3 separate regions of the Mus musculus genome follow, and regions 1 and 3 are each linked to region 2. A link is a contact called in public capture Hi-C data. All regions are on one chromosome and are shown on one strand. The core of a region is the stretch at or near the end of the contact, and the rest is flanking DNA. Distances in the headings are between cores, read along the strand shown. Region 1 holds the start of 1700048M11Rik (RIKEN cDNA 1700048M11 gene). Region 2 holds the start of 1700029J03Rik (RIKEN cDNA 1700029J03 gene). Region 3 holds the start of Kcne1 (potassium voltage-gated channel, Isk-related subfamily, member 1).

What was found. Capture Hi-C pulls out chosen DNA fragments and counts their contacts.
Region 1: a contact with region 2 is called in a capture Hi-C map of embryonic stem cells, with 4 times the contacts expected there. The contact joins the promoter of 1700048M11Rik here to the promoter of 1700029J03Rik in region 2. A contact is called at or near these places in 12 of 39 promoter capture datasets (the 3T3-L1 cell line, 3T3-L1-derived adipocytes, the SN4741 cell line and 6 more), 1 of 15 datasets of contacts at CTCF or cohesin (large pre-B cells), 3 of 484 Hi-C or Micro-C datasets (bone marrow-derived macrophages and cortical neurons), 3 of 115 datasets of contacts at active chromatin or transcription factors (embryonic forebrain, forebrain and large pre-B cells) and 3 of 9 other capture datasets (adipose tissue, embryonic stem cells and liver).
Region 3: a capture Hi-C map of macrophages shows a contact between it and region 2, with 8 times the contacts expected there. The contact joins the promoter of Kcne1 here to the promoter of 1700029J03Rik in region 2. A contact is called at or near these places in 7 of 39 promoter capture datasets (the 3T3-L1 cell line, the C10 cell line, the SN4741 cell line and 4 more), 2 of 484 Hi-C or Micro-C datasets (bone marrow-derived macrophages and palatal mesenchyme), 3 of 115 datasets of contacts at active chromatin or transcription factors (embryonic stem cells, extraembryonic endoderm stem cells and large pre-B cells) and 4 of 9 other capture datasets (adipose tissue, embryonic stem cells, embryonic trunk and 1 more).

Annotation. Positions count from the first base shown.
Region 1 is chr16:92,310,621-92,314,893 of GRCm38.p6, reverse strand. It overlaps 1700048M11Rik (RIKEN cDNA 1700048M11 gene), which reads left to right and starts at 2,428. Exons shown (of 2, transcript NR_045300.1): 1 at 2,428-2,546. It overlaps Smim11 (small integral membrane protein 11), which reads right to left. Exons shown (of 4, transcript NM_138743.2): 3 at 3,925-4,093; 4 at 1,853-2,032. The coding sequence ends at 3,938.
Region 2 is chr16:93,457,074-93,461,698 of GRCm38.p6, reverse strand. 1700029J03Rik (RIKEN cDNA 1700029J03 gene) reads left to right here and starts at 2,827. Exons shown (of 3, transcript NR_040494.1): 1 at 2,827-3,006.
Region 3 is chr16:92,357,015-92,361,639 of GRCm38.p6, reverse strand. Kcne1 (potassium voltage-gated channel, Isk-related subfamily, member 1) reads left to right here and starts at 2,766. Exons shown (of 2, transcript NM_001362456.1): 1 at 2,766-2,805. It overlaps Gm30163 (a long non-coding RNA gene), which reads right to left. Exons shown (of 3, transcript XR_876259.2): 1 at 4,581-4,625; 2 at 550-639.

The DNA.
Region 1 (4,273 bases), core at 1,179-3,678, 1.1 Mb after region 2:
GGTGGACCTCAGGCACCAGGGCCCAGGGCCCTAGCTTTGTTGGGGGCACAAAGGTCTTTTCATCACAGATCACTAAGGGAAACTCCCCAACAATAAACTCAGAAGCTATGACAGCCGTTTAATGCTGGCCTCTAGTCTGACCTGTGGAGACCAGGTGTTCTCTGGCCCTTTCCCTCTCTTCCTTTCATCTTGGGCTTTGCAGGGTCAGGGGTGTGTGTGAGATTAACAGGGGGCTGCCTGAGGGATGCTGGGGACTTCTCATGGGGGAGCATGGTGACATCTTACGGACACCCAGGGGTAACTGTGCTATTTCCTCACTGCGCCCAGCTGCGGACTCTGGCTGTGGGCTGCACCATCCTGTCTGCCTACTAACTTCTAGCCACTGCTTCCACAACTATTTAAAATACAGCTCCCCACCCCCAGGGTTCATTTACTGACGGCACCAGTGGGTGATCGGCCATCTCCCTCTAGTGGCAGAAGAGTGCACTTGCACAGTAAAAGAAGCATCCTGTTCTCAGGAAAGCACTGGGTTGAGCCCAGCCCTTGGGTCATCTGTATAGTGATGGGCATGGTGGGAGGTGGGGTCCCCGGCCTTGAGTCTGAGGTTCGGCATGCTCAGAGCTGGCTGTGTCCTAACTCTGCAAAGTGAGTAGCAGACAAAGGTTTGAGAAGGGGTGGGGCCACTGGCAGGAGGCGGCACGGAGGGCTTAACTGAGACTTGAGACTTGCTTATAGTCCAGGGTCAGGTGTGAGCACCATCTAAGCAGAGCCAGAGGACCCAAAGCCTTGGCCTCTTCTCATCTCTGCTCCAGGCCAGCCCCAGGCCAGAGTGGGGTCGTCGGAGAGGAAGTGGCTCCCGGGCAAAGGCTGGAGCACCCTCCTTGCGGGATAGGGAGTTCCAGGGAACACAGCCTTTCACCTGTTTGACATCTGCCCTCTGTGAGCTGAGGACCATTCTGTACTTGAATCCCTGATGCTATGTGAACCCTCCCCTGGTTCCCACACAATGGTTGGGACCATCCAGCAATCATAGTTAAAATTTTAATATAAGCAATTTCTTTAAAGTTCATGTTCTACCCAGTGGGCAAGGGTGGCAGACAAGCTACACACTCCCGAAAACTTTCTGTGTGGCCATCTGCAGTGGGCCCCAGCACTTCCCAGCACGCCAGGGCTGGTTCCTGCCTCTTAAGGTGAGAAAGTTAAGCCTCTAAGCACCTTGGTCTCTTAGGTACTGAGCTAGGAAGCTCACCATTGTTTCCTCTCAGATGGGAAAGCATCAGGCTGGTCCAGAAGTAGCTAGTAGCCCAGGCTAGCCTATGACTATCGGCAGTCCTCCAATCTCAGCCTCCTAGGATTACAGATGTGAGCCACCATGCCTCTACAAGACTGATAGCTATGAGTTCTTTCTAGACTGAGCTACTGTGATATTCCATGGCTCTCACCCTCCCTTCAGGAACCCTCCTAGGCTGGCACAGGGTCCAGCCTTCTTGGTTCTGTCATAGACAAGGACACAGCTTCCCTGATGTTACACAGTCAACATGGAAACAAGCTACGCATGAAGAAGCATGCTGGCAAGTGGGGACACGCTGGCCGAGGCTTCTACTGATGCCCCCTTTGCTGAGGACTGTCCCCTACAGCAGTGTTACCGTTGATGTGGGCATGCACATGCACCCTGAATTTTATCATAACTCCACAACCAGAATGTGGCAGAGAAAGGAAGGCTTGAAAAAGTGTTCTCATAGCGTGTTCTGTGTTGGGGATGGGGTGGGGATGGAGGGGAGGGGAGGTAGATAGGAAGGGGGAGAGGGAGGGAAGGCGGGATGGAGAGAGGGAGAGAGAATGCAGACAGCAGTTAAGAATAATGTACTTTATTTCAGTAAACAAAATACTGGTTCTTCTAAAAACATATAAAAATCCACTCTGTCAATCATTTAAGTTAAAGGTCTAGGCCAGAGTGCGGTCCTCTTCTGTGACGTCTTTGTTCTCTCTTCTCTGCTGGAGTCCACCCAAGCTGACATTTAAGTAGGAAAATCTAGAAAGGAAGGGAGACCACAGCAGTAAGGCTAGCGCTGGATAGAAAGGCTCGGGCTTTGCATGCTCCACACCAACTGTGCTTGTGCTCTGAGACGCCAGGGGAGGCTACTGGGCCTGACCTACTAACCGGTGCATCTGGGTTTCCTCCTTTAGTGCAGGCTCTGGACAAGCTGCTAGCCTGACAGACAGGCTAGCTCCCGGGTCAGTTCTACGTGGCTGTGTGCACACTCACGCTTGTGGCCCTGGCTCAATGAAAGCGTGGACATAACAGGCACCGATGAGCTCACACATGATCTTCCCACCCTCCTCTCAGCTGACAGGCATCCTCTGCCTGCATCATAAACCTAGCGGACCCTTCAGCTCAGCTGTCTGCCCTGCTAATCACCTGAAACTGCTAATCACCCCTCCTCCAACTGAGGCTAAGCACTTCCTCCAACTGAGGCTAAGCACTTCCTGGTGGTTTTTGGTTTCCCATCAATAAGACAAATTTTGAAAGGCAAGACTCCACGGTGGTAAGTTACTCTGCCTGGTAAGTTAGTCTGAGGGCCAGCGAGTGGCAGCAAGCATGGATGAGTGGCATACAACAGTGCTCCTATGGTCTCCGTATTGCACGTTTTGGAGGTGGCACAATTGGGGAGTGAGTAAGGTGGTTCGGTTCCCAGATCTGTTCTCTACTGTTCTTTCAGCCTGACATCACCTTGGGGAGTTGTCAGGAGGGCTGAGGCATGACATGCACGGTGAAACGCTTGCCCCAGTCTCGCTGTCACCAAGGAGCCTACTTTACTCGACAGCCCGAGGGAGCTCCGGCTTTCAGAAGCATGGCATCAGGTGGGCAGTGCCGTGACGCCAGAGGCGGTTCCCACGGTGACCTGGAGCTGAGCAGACTATATAAAAATCACCTGTGGGATTTTCAAAGCACCGGCTGCCCAGACTGAACGGTGGACCCAGTGCCCTTTCCTGAGGCTGGGGCCTGGGAAGCTGTGCTCTTAACAAGCAACCCAGGAATCCACACAGCCGAGTATAGAAATTCTGATGTTCAGCTGGGTTCTGGAACCAGAATCTAGAATCTGAAATCCTTGCTCACCATATTTGAATCCTGATACTAAGAAAGGCTCGGAGTTCAGCTTGATACTTTGAAATTCGCACACACAAGTAAATAATCAGGCGTATCTGTGGCAAGGCCTTAAGAAAAGCTCCCAGGGCCCTTGAGTCCTCCACCCCACCCCATGCACACAGAGAGGCACCAGATGCAGTAATACACAAGCCCCAAGCTTGGGCAGGAGCTGCCAGAAAGGGCTGGCTAGGAACACAGGGGCATAAAGGTCTCCGTGATGCAGAAATGCCAAGGGAGCCCAGGGAGAGGACTGGAGACATGGGCAGGTGAGGGAGCACGGTGAGAGGACTGGAGATGTGGGCAGGTGAGGGAGCACGGGGAGAGGACTGGAGACGTGGGCAGGTGAGGGAGTCCGGGGAGAGGACTGGAGATGTGGGCAGGTGAGGTTTGGCCAGATGATGAACAGATTGGAAGGGATCATTTGCCAACAGGGAGCCAGACATCATCCTGAAGATAGCAGGGCTCCTTAATTTGACCTGTCTCCATCTCCTCCTCCACCAAACGTGCATGTCTTAGTACATGGGCTTTTCTGGCCTGTAGCTGGAGTCAGGGTCCTAAGCCAACCCCTCCCACTAAGAAGCACAACAGGCTCGGCGCAGAGGACTGATACTCTAAATGGTCAGAGCGGGGCTGAGGCTCTGGCTTTGCACCCTGGCTGCAGTGCCCATGTGCCCTCTTGCAGCGCCTCAGACCAAGGATGCAGAGATCTCAGGGCACCACACCCTTGGTTGGGCACTGAAGCCCTCTGGAGAGGTTTTGTTTGCAAAGCCCAGTACCTCTAATGTCTCTTCAGCTCGCTTTCTTCTCTGACTGCTTCCTCTTCTCTGCTTGCAGTTTTCCTTCCAGGCTTCTCCTTTGGTACATTTTCACGCCCGCAAAGGCCAGGCACAGGATCAGGGTTTTTGCCGCCAGGATATACAGCAGCAGGGGCACGTGTTCAAGAACCTCAAGGAGAAAGACACAGGCTGATTGCTCTAGCAGTGATGTGGAGTCTCGGTTCCTTCCTTTTGCAAATGTTACCGAGCACCTACAATGTTTCAAGCTGAGGCTAGACTCCTGGACCACAATGGTGTCCTAGTTAGCTTAACTGACAACTTGATACAATCTATAATCATCTGAGAGGAA
Region 2 (4,625 bases), core at 1,578-4,077:
CGAGCAGGCATGTGTGCATGGGGGTGTGAATAGAGGTCAGAGGGCAGCTTCCAGGAGTTGGTTCCTTCCTTCTACCACCCAGACTCCAGGGATGGAACCCAGTTTATCAGGCTTAGTGGCAAGTGCCCCTTTGAGAGGACTCCGAAGCACCGGGGGAATAAAGTGCTGGCCGGAAGCTGTACTTGCCTCTGAGGCAGAACTTCCGGGGACTTGTACGCTCTCGCAAGTCAGCCCCAGGATTGATGATCAGTGCGGGCCTGGGTTTGAGAATGAGTCACTGCGGATGTTTTAAGGGGTGAAGAGCAAGGCATACTGAAAAACCTTCCAGCCTTCAGATTCAGGGAAGTTGGATACTTCACAATGCAGAGCCGAGGGTCAATTAAAGAATGAACGAGGGAGGAAACATTCCAGCCCATGAGTGGTGTCTGTGATCGACAGCCAGGTTTAATAGCTATCAGGATCTCGCAGTTGGTAGTGGACCTAGAATTATTCCTGTACTCCTAAACATGGCAAAGTCTGCCATCCTCTGTACCCCAGGACTGTGGCTGGGTAAGAAGTGTCCTAATGTTCGCTCCCTGACGCTTAGCGTTCTAGATGAGGCCTTCGGGAGATGATTGGATAGTGAGGTCTCAGACGTCATCTGTGGGGGTGGACAATTGAAAGCCGTGGAAAGTTGAGGAGATGGGACCTTGCCTGAGAAGGTACTTCAGGAACCCGTGAAGGGTGTGGTTTGTCCTCAGCCTCCTTCCCCCATTCTCTTTGCCTCCTGGCAGCTGTGAGGTAAATTCCTCAGCTCTACCCTGTGCCCCTGACCTTGCTGTTCTGCCTCACCTCATAGCCGAGTGAGTATAGACTGAATTCTCTGAAACCTTGTGTCCAAAGACATCTTCCGTCTGGAGCCTTTTATCTGGGTATTTTATCAGAGCCATGGGAAGTTGACTGACACACTGAGACTGTGACTTTAATCTGGAAATAGGGTCTCACAGGCGGCCAGCCTCCGGAGAGGGATCTCAGGGTGAGGTCATGGTGGGTTTAGCAGGAGACTTAACTCCGCTGGCTGGTGTCCTCATAAGGGAAAAGACAGGGGATTTGAGGTGGATGCACAATGGAGACATTGATGTAAAGATGCAGGCAGAGAATGGAATGCTGCTGCCAATGCACGAGTTCCACAGGTTGCCAGTGGCCAGCAGGGTCTACGGTAGAGGCAAGGGGTGAATCCTTCTTCTGGGATTCCAGAAGAGCAGACTCTTTCTTGGCTTCTGAACTTCACACAGCGGAAGGGTAGATTTTTATTACATTGTAGCAATTTGTTCATCAGAAGCCCTGATAAGGGTCTTGGAGACCTCCAGGAGTTTTAATTTTGTTTGCAAGAGGCTCAGCAACTTGCCCAGGCACACACAGCAGAGGCACAGTGGCCCTCAGGGGCAGATGTTCCATCCTGGATGCTGACTTAGGGCTTCTGTTCACTCACGGCTGTTTGTAGAGCATCTCATATGTACCGAGCACAGAGACAGATGCTGGCCAGACCTCAGGGTAAGCAAGGCACATCTGACTTGTCATTCTGGGGCTTTTACAGTCCGAAAATGTTAAGAAAGACTGCTATGTGATAACATCGGAGTATAGGTCACAGTACTGGGGACAGTGTGTGTGTGGCTGGAGGGTTCAGAAAGTCTCCTCAGGGTGATGGAGCTTCAGTATGCAGAGACGGTGGAGAGCAGAGAGCTTGTGTGCAGTGGTGGGTAGAAGGCCAGGTTTTTATCTCCAGGTCAGGCAACGTCTTCAACAAGGATGCTAAGTCTCTTCAAGGACCATAGAACAAGATGAATCCCACCAACTGCCTGCCGCTTCTAACTTTTTTTCTAGATAACATCTTTAATCAGAGAGCCACTCCTGCTCTTCAGCTCTTCAGCCAAGCACCTCAGAGGAAGCTGAGCCCATGTGGAGTCCCCAGGGGTGGTCGAGTGATAATGTCACTTGTGCCATATGTACCCCCTTGGCAGAATGACGGATATGCAAACTAATTCCAGCTCATAGAGTGTAAGGGGAGGGCCCGAGGAGCGGCTCACTGGGTGAGAGGCCAGCATGAGAACTTGACTCCTGATCCCTGATATTTGTACAAAAACTCCAGTGTTTTCAGGCCCAGCACTGGGGGCAGAGACGGGCCAATGCAGAGAGTGTGGAACAAACCAGCCTGCTCAAAGCAGCAGATTCTGATTCAGAGAGATGCTGTCTCAGGGCAGCAAGGTAGAGAGGGAAATTACCGAATGCCTCCCCTCCCCCAACACTCACATCCTGTAAGAGGATTTCTGGCGGAGGCAGAGATCTGGATGCTCCTCCCTTCAGGCTGGAGAGGCAGAGAGGAAAACTCACGTTTCTAGAAATGTAGCGTCTGCCACAGTGACAGACATTTCGCTACCACCCACAACAGTGACAGACATCTCGCTACCACCCAGCAGCTGAAGCTCTCCCAAGGGACAGGGTTCTTGCTGGCCTGCTGGCCGCGTGGTACCACTGCCCAACTGTTGTGTTAGAAGGTGGCTTGTATCTGGACAGATCACACCACAGCAGCACAGCTCTATGAGAAGAGATTTACTGGGGAAAGAGGGGGTGAGGAGGAGGAATGAGGGGAACAAAGAAGGGGAGAGGGGTCTGGGGCCCTGCCTTTTATTCAGGCCGGGATGTAACCATGAATATCAGGTGCGCAGGTGAAGTGCGCAGGTGAGGCGCACATTGGGGGGGGGGGGGGGGAATGATGTGTGGCGGTTGCCATGGCAACAGACGCATGAGCGTCCCTGTTGCCTAGGGGTGACCTCATCGCTGGATTCCGAGGCGACCAGTTTCTGATGTCAACACCATTGCTTACCTTTGAGGTCTCTTTAATGTATTGTTATTTTGGCCAGTGGGAATCACTGCTGCTGGCGAAAGCATGGGGCTTCCTGGAGGAGGAGACCTGGTGACCCACAGGCTGTCTGAAATGGTCTGAAAACGAGCAGAAGTTAGGCCGATGTAAGTAGAGTGTTGTAGGCAGAAAGCACAGTCCCCGTCCCCGTGTGGTCGAAGACACAGGACAGTCCTGACTCAGAGGTAGTACGGATCACAAGGAACAGAGGTGGGGGGGGGGGGCACGGGGACGGAACGCCCTTTCTGACTCTCAAGATGGGCTCATCATGTTTGGCTCACGAGGCGCTGAGGTCCTCACTGAACTCAGAGGGAGTTTGAGGGAGTTTGGGCGTCGCTCTAGAGAAGATGGATGACGGTGGAGTGCCGTGTGATGCTGGTGCACAGCCCGCTGCTACCCAGGTAACCACGGTGGCCCTTGAACTCGGTTCCCCTGGACTCTCAGGACTTACTTGGGTGCCGTTCTCTTCTCTCTCAGCTGCCCGTCTAGGCTGAGTGCCGCCCTGAGCCCTGTGTTGGCCTCAGTACTCCATCAGGTCCAGCCCCCGGTCTCCTGCTTCGGTTTGTCTTTGTCCTGTGTTGGGTGTGCTGCTTGGACTCCTTATTCTCTCAGAGCGACCAATTGAGAGGCAAAGAGCAGAATGAGCGAGCGGCTTCCAGCACACTCAGAGTGAACCAGAGGCTGAGGGCACAGCCATTGTCCCTGCCTCCCATGAGGATCTATTTGAGGGGCTGGGCCTCCCTCAATGCCTGGTTTTGATAGGCCAAGAGCCATTGTAAATATATGAAACTGTCACTGGTATAGCCGAGAGGTGGAAAGGGAAGGGCTGGCTAATGGAGAGTCAACTGTGGACATCCAATTCTCCCCTAAAGGCAGGGTTGGGAGGGTGCTGGATGCAACAATGAGGACCTGAATCTAGATTGCCAGAACCAAGGGTAAAAAAACAAAAAAATCAAAAAACAAAACAAAACAAAAAACAAACAACAACAAACGACAACAACAACAGCAAAAAAACCAAAAACCCAAAAACCCAAAAAAGCCTTGCATGTGGCACACACACACACACACACACACACACACACACACACACACACACTTGAAGGGGCTGGAGAGATGGCTCAGTGGTTAAGAGCACTGACTGCTCTTCCAGAGGTCCTGAGTTCAATTCCCAGCAACCACATGGTGGCTCACATCCATCTGTAATGGGATCTGATGCCCTCTTGTGGTGTGTCTGAAGACAGCAACAATGTTCTCACATACATAAAACAAGGAAATCTTAAAAAACAAAAGCAAAACAACAGCAGTAAAACAAACAAAAATTCCCAACTACTTTGGAGGCAGGGAGACAATAGCTCCCCAAGCTGACTTTTTTTCCCCCTTCTCAAACTGTTCAGTTTGTCTGAGGAGGGGCACAAGTGGCCGGAGGCCAACACACCAAGGAGTGCTGACCCCAGCTCCCTGCTTCTGGGAAGCCTTGGAGGAAATCCTTTGGCACCAAGCAAGCAAGCAAACACACACCCAAACAAAACAGCAGGAGAAGCCCCACACCGAAAAGTTTCCACTTGCAAACATGTTTTTGTCACGGCCAAAGGTTTAGGATTGCAACATTTTGGGCGTCTTTGGCCCTAAACTCAAGGACTCTGCAGTTTTCCCAAAGCACCTAAAATAAAGAATTCTCTTTGGCAAAAACAGTATGTTTGTAAACAGAACGGTTTTATTTTTGAGA
Region 3 (4,625 bases), core at 1,517-4,016, 1.1 Mb after region 2:
GTCTGACCCAGCATAGAGAGAACCTTTTCTCTTGGGAGGTAATTCTCTCAGGTGTTCGCTGAGGTAATGCAAAGCTACCTAACCTGGACAACAATGGAGAGGCCAAAGGACAGAGAATGCCCAGCCTGATACAGGAAGGACACCAGTTGAACAGCAACCACAGGGAATGACCAAGTGCCATGTGTATACACTGAAGACTTATGCTAACTCTCTTAGCATCGGAGAACGAGCGGAGCCGGGAGAAAGCAGAACGCCTAGATCTAAGAGGTGATGGGAAGTGGTTGGTTTGCGGATGTCACACTCACTGAAGTAGGGACTTCTGGAAGATGACGCTAACCCTACTGCGAGGACAGGGACCATATCTGTCATGACTTTAGTAAAGGATCAGGGAGAAAGGAGGAGGAGGAAGGGGCTCTGGTACAAGGTCATTTGAAGGGTATGGGGTCATAACCATTGTACCAAAGAGAAGAAGGGGTAAGAATGAAAGGGTGAAGGGAAAAGAGAAAAAGATGGGGGAGGCTGTCCCAGCTCACCAGGGGTAGAGCGTACCTCACAGGTCCCGGTTCACCAAGGGTGGAGGACTCCTCACAATGACAGATGGGATGCCAAGAGCAGCCGTGCAATAATAAACAACTCATTCTGTGGGGAGCAGAGAGAACCAGGAAGAGAGCTGAGAACACTGCCGAGAGCAACACTACCTTTCTGGAACGGCTCCCATTCACAATGCCCAGGGACAGGAGGGAGGCGTTATCCCATGCCCTGATAGACTGATCCAGGCAGCTGGTCCAGTCTGGATTGTGTGTGTGTGTGGAAGGACCACACGTAAGTGCTTGGCAGGATAAACACACTGTTTCCATCCCTCATCCCCTTTCCCCATCTGCTGGACTCTGGCTTTGGAAAGATGGACAGAAGGACACCACACCCACATAGCACAGCACAGAGGAGAAAGAACTAGGGATGTTCAGGCCGAGTTGATGGATTTTATTTTCTCTGGAGTAGGAACGGTTGTGGAAGGTATAGAGCTGAACCACGAAATCCATCTTGGGTGACCCCCAGCAGCCAATGCTGATCTCGGGTGTTGTTTCCTTGCTTCCCTTTGAAACAATGTCTCGCTCTTTGTAAATCTAGGCCTGCCTGCCTCTCTCTCTCTCTCTCTCTCTCTCTCTCTCTCTCTCTCTCTCTCTCTCTCTCTCGTTTTTCGAGACAGGGTTTCTCTGTATAGCCCTGGCTGCCCTGAACTTTGTAGACCAGGCTGGCCTCGAACCCAGAAATCCGCCTGCCTCTGCCTCCCAAATGCTGGGATTAAAGGTGTGTGCCACCACTGCCCGGCTACTAGGCCTGCCTTTCTCATGTAGCACTGTAAGATACAAGATGTGGAGCCAGGTGTGATACCGCATGACTTAAATCTTAGCACTTCAGAGGGAGACACAGGTATCTGTGAACTTGAGGCCAGCCTGGTCTACACAGAGTGTTCCAGAACAGTCAGAGTAACATAGTGAGACTGTCTCAACAAAGAGACAGATGAAATCCACATTATAACCAACCCACTAGGCGACATTTTGCTAGTGGCTTCATTGGATATTTCATTGAGAAATAACTTTGTATCATACAAGCCCTAGTTTAATTATTAATTGTATTTATTTATTTATTTGGCTTTAGGCATCAAGATTTTAATTATTATAAATAAAACTATGAAGAACCTTTATATCCTTAAGACTTCTCTAAACCCAGTGCCTCTCTTTGGAATAGATTTCTCAGAATAACATTACACGCTGGAGGCAGTCTAGTGCTCTCCACTGTGGCTCAGTACCTGGATTCTGCCACCCACATGGCCACAGCTCCCCATCTGCCTTTGTCAACAGGAGTATTATCTTGGAATGTTGCAGGTAAGCCCGTGGGAGGGCCTTCAGTTGTAGCCAGTTGTCCCCAGGAGCCCATAGGGGCTGTGGTCCTTAGAAGTGATCAGATGAGGAAGACCACGGGGGGGGGGGTGGCGGCGGGGGGGGGGGAGCAGTTACCCTTGGCTGTGTCCTTTCGCTGTAGGTCAGAAGCCTGCCTCTGTATCTCATCTGCCAGCCTAGCCAAGCCCTTCCACCGGAGCTGCCCCTGTTGACTCACACCTGTCAGGCGGGTGGGCAACGCTATGAAACTGACCAGGAAGTCACCTGAGCAACTTCAGAGCTTGCTCCTGCTGGGAGAGAAAGGCCGGTTCATACTTGCCTGGGAACTTCAGAGGTGGCGCCAGGGCTGAAGTTCCTCCAGCAACTGACTGCCCACAGCAGAGCCTCGACCATTTAGCTACCTCTGCACCGTCCATCCAGGACCAGGCACCCAGTAAGTAGATGCTCAAGGTAGCCTTGTAGAATAGCCGAGGAGCCACAGGGGTCCAGCAGGGTGTTAAGATAAAGGGATCTGGAGAGGTTCTGAGCCATCTCTGAGGTGCACGTGTTTGGAGCTATTTAATAGGGTGTTTGTCCGGTGCTGCCCTGGTCTGTCTTCCTTATTCTCCCACAGACTGCCTGCCAGCCCTAAGCCCACCTGCTGGAGTCAAAGTGTTTCCGGCCCTTGGGGCTGAGTGCAGCGTGCAGGGTGCAGGGTGCAGGGTGGGCTGGGTAACTTCAGAGACCTAGGCTGGCAGATAGCGAGCCAACCTGGCTGGAAGCCCCAGGGCTCTGTGAGGCTCCGCCCACCCAAAGCAACATCGCTTGAGTGCCTCTGGGCTTGTCGGTCCTAGACCCCGGCTCACAGGCACACACATCAAGGCTCCCGCTGCACACACCAGGTTCCCTTGGCTTCTAGACCCAGGTAAGTCAGGGGCTCCTGCCTCTGCAACAGGTACCCTGCTAGGACCAGTCTTGGCCTACAGGCAGGCACACAGCATGGGGGGTGGGGGGGCGCAGGGATTTAACTTGTAGCCAGTCCCCTCTCTGCCTGTCTTCACTTACAGGAAAGTTACAGGAAAACATTCTGCTTTTATTAGTAACTCAGTGGCATTCTCAGAGAAAATTTGGAAAATATCTAAAAGCATCAAATGAAAATTAAAACCGCCAACCCCAGTCCTCAGCCTTAAAGAGATCCCCCACCCCCAACTCAGCATTACTTGAAGCACACCAGCCACAAAGAACCTGATTTTATTTTTATCGTTTAATTATTTATTTAATTATTTTGATCAGGAAGGTTCTTTGAGTTTTGGATTTTTAAATTTTTTTGTTATTTATTTATTTATTTGCTGTGGGAAAGGCACGGGATGTAGAAAACATGGTTGATATCTGATAATGGTTGCAGTAATGCGGGAATGGGAAGCTTCTAGAAGAAACCAGGTGACAGCTATGGTGTGTGCCTAATCTCCAATCCCTACTGCAGCGCCACTGAGGTAAAGAGCAATTAGGGGAGGGAGGGCCCTTTGGGTCGTCTAATGCATCCCGCTCCCTGGGCTGTCTCTGTGTGGACTGATAGCTCACTTCAGCACAGGAAGTAATGTCTACCTCCACAGAGTAAGACTGTAACCAATTGTAGCTGCCATTTGTGGTCCCCGATGGGGCCTTTGCTAGGTTCACCATGCTGCTCTGATTCTTGGATACAATGTGAACTTGACTGAGGCCCAACACTTCTGCCTTCCTCCCCTGTTTGGTTTTTCCAGTCAATGAGGAAGGCACCGCAAGGCAACAGTCCTGGCACCACCCTACAGATCCTGCCTTTGATGGTGGGTTAGGGGTCATTTTAAAAGCATAAGCTCTTGAAGGACCTCGGAGAGATTCGCCCATGCCACCAGTGTCTCTGGGGGTGAGCGGCTGCCTGTGTGGTCACTCATTCTGGGAGCTGGATGGAACTCAGAGGCATCCGTGCATTCATGCATGGAGGCATCCGTGCATTCATGCATGCACGCCTGCTTCTGATGAATGATTACTGCATTCCCACCAGATGCAGATTCTGTTCCAGCTGTTGTGGGCAGAATGAAAAATAGCTCGTGCAGAAATCCCGCTTAGGCAGCTCGCCTTTCGGTGGGAAGATGAACATCCAACAGCAAGCACAGTAATGGAGAAAACTACACTACATACAAACATACAATGCTATGGGAAAGGATTGCAGGGTGAGCATTACGGAAAGTCAAGGTGCCGGGCAAAAGTACACTGCACCAATAATCACTTAAATCTTTTTAGAGATAAGGTAGTGAGCCATGTAGATGAAGAGATTGTATCATGAAAAAAATCATAAAAATAAAAACCTATAAATTTTAACAGGAATAATCGCGCAGGCTACTCCCTAAATGCAGTGGTTCCGGCTTGAACACTAGGGGTTCCCTCCCTTTACATAGCAAACCCTTCTCCTACTCTGGGAGGGAGAGACTGGCACCATGAGGGGCTGCCAGCCAGTGCTCTTACACTTTATCACGCTGTCTAGCCTTTGAAGGGCCTGTAGCATAGATATGCCCTGCACGTGCTCTTGAAGAGAGCAGGGACAAAGGCCATTTCAGGGTTATTTGATGTCGCATACAACCCTGTGGTGTGTGCACTATGCAGTCGGGGTAAGCTCACCATCCCGAGCCTTTAGAGGGGGAAACTGAGGCTCCCTGGTTTTACCTGAGTTGCTGAGTACAGTTCCTGGCTCCTCGCTTTAATACCTCA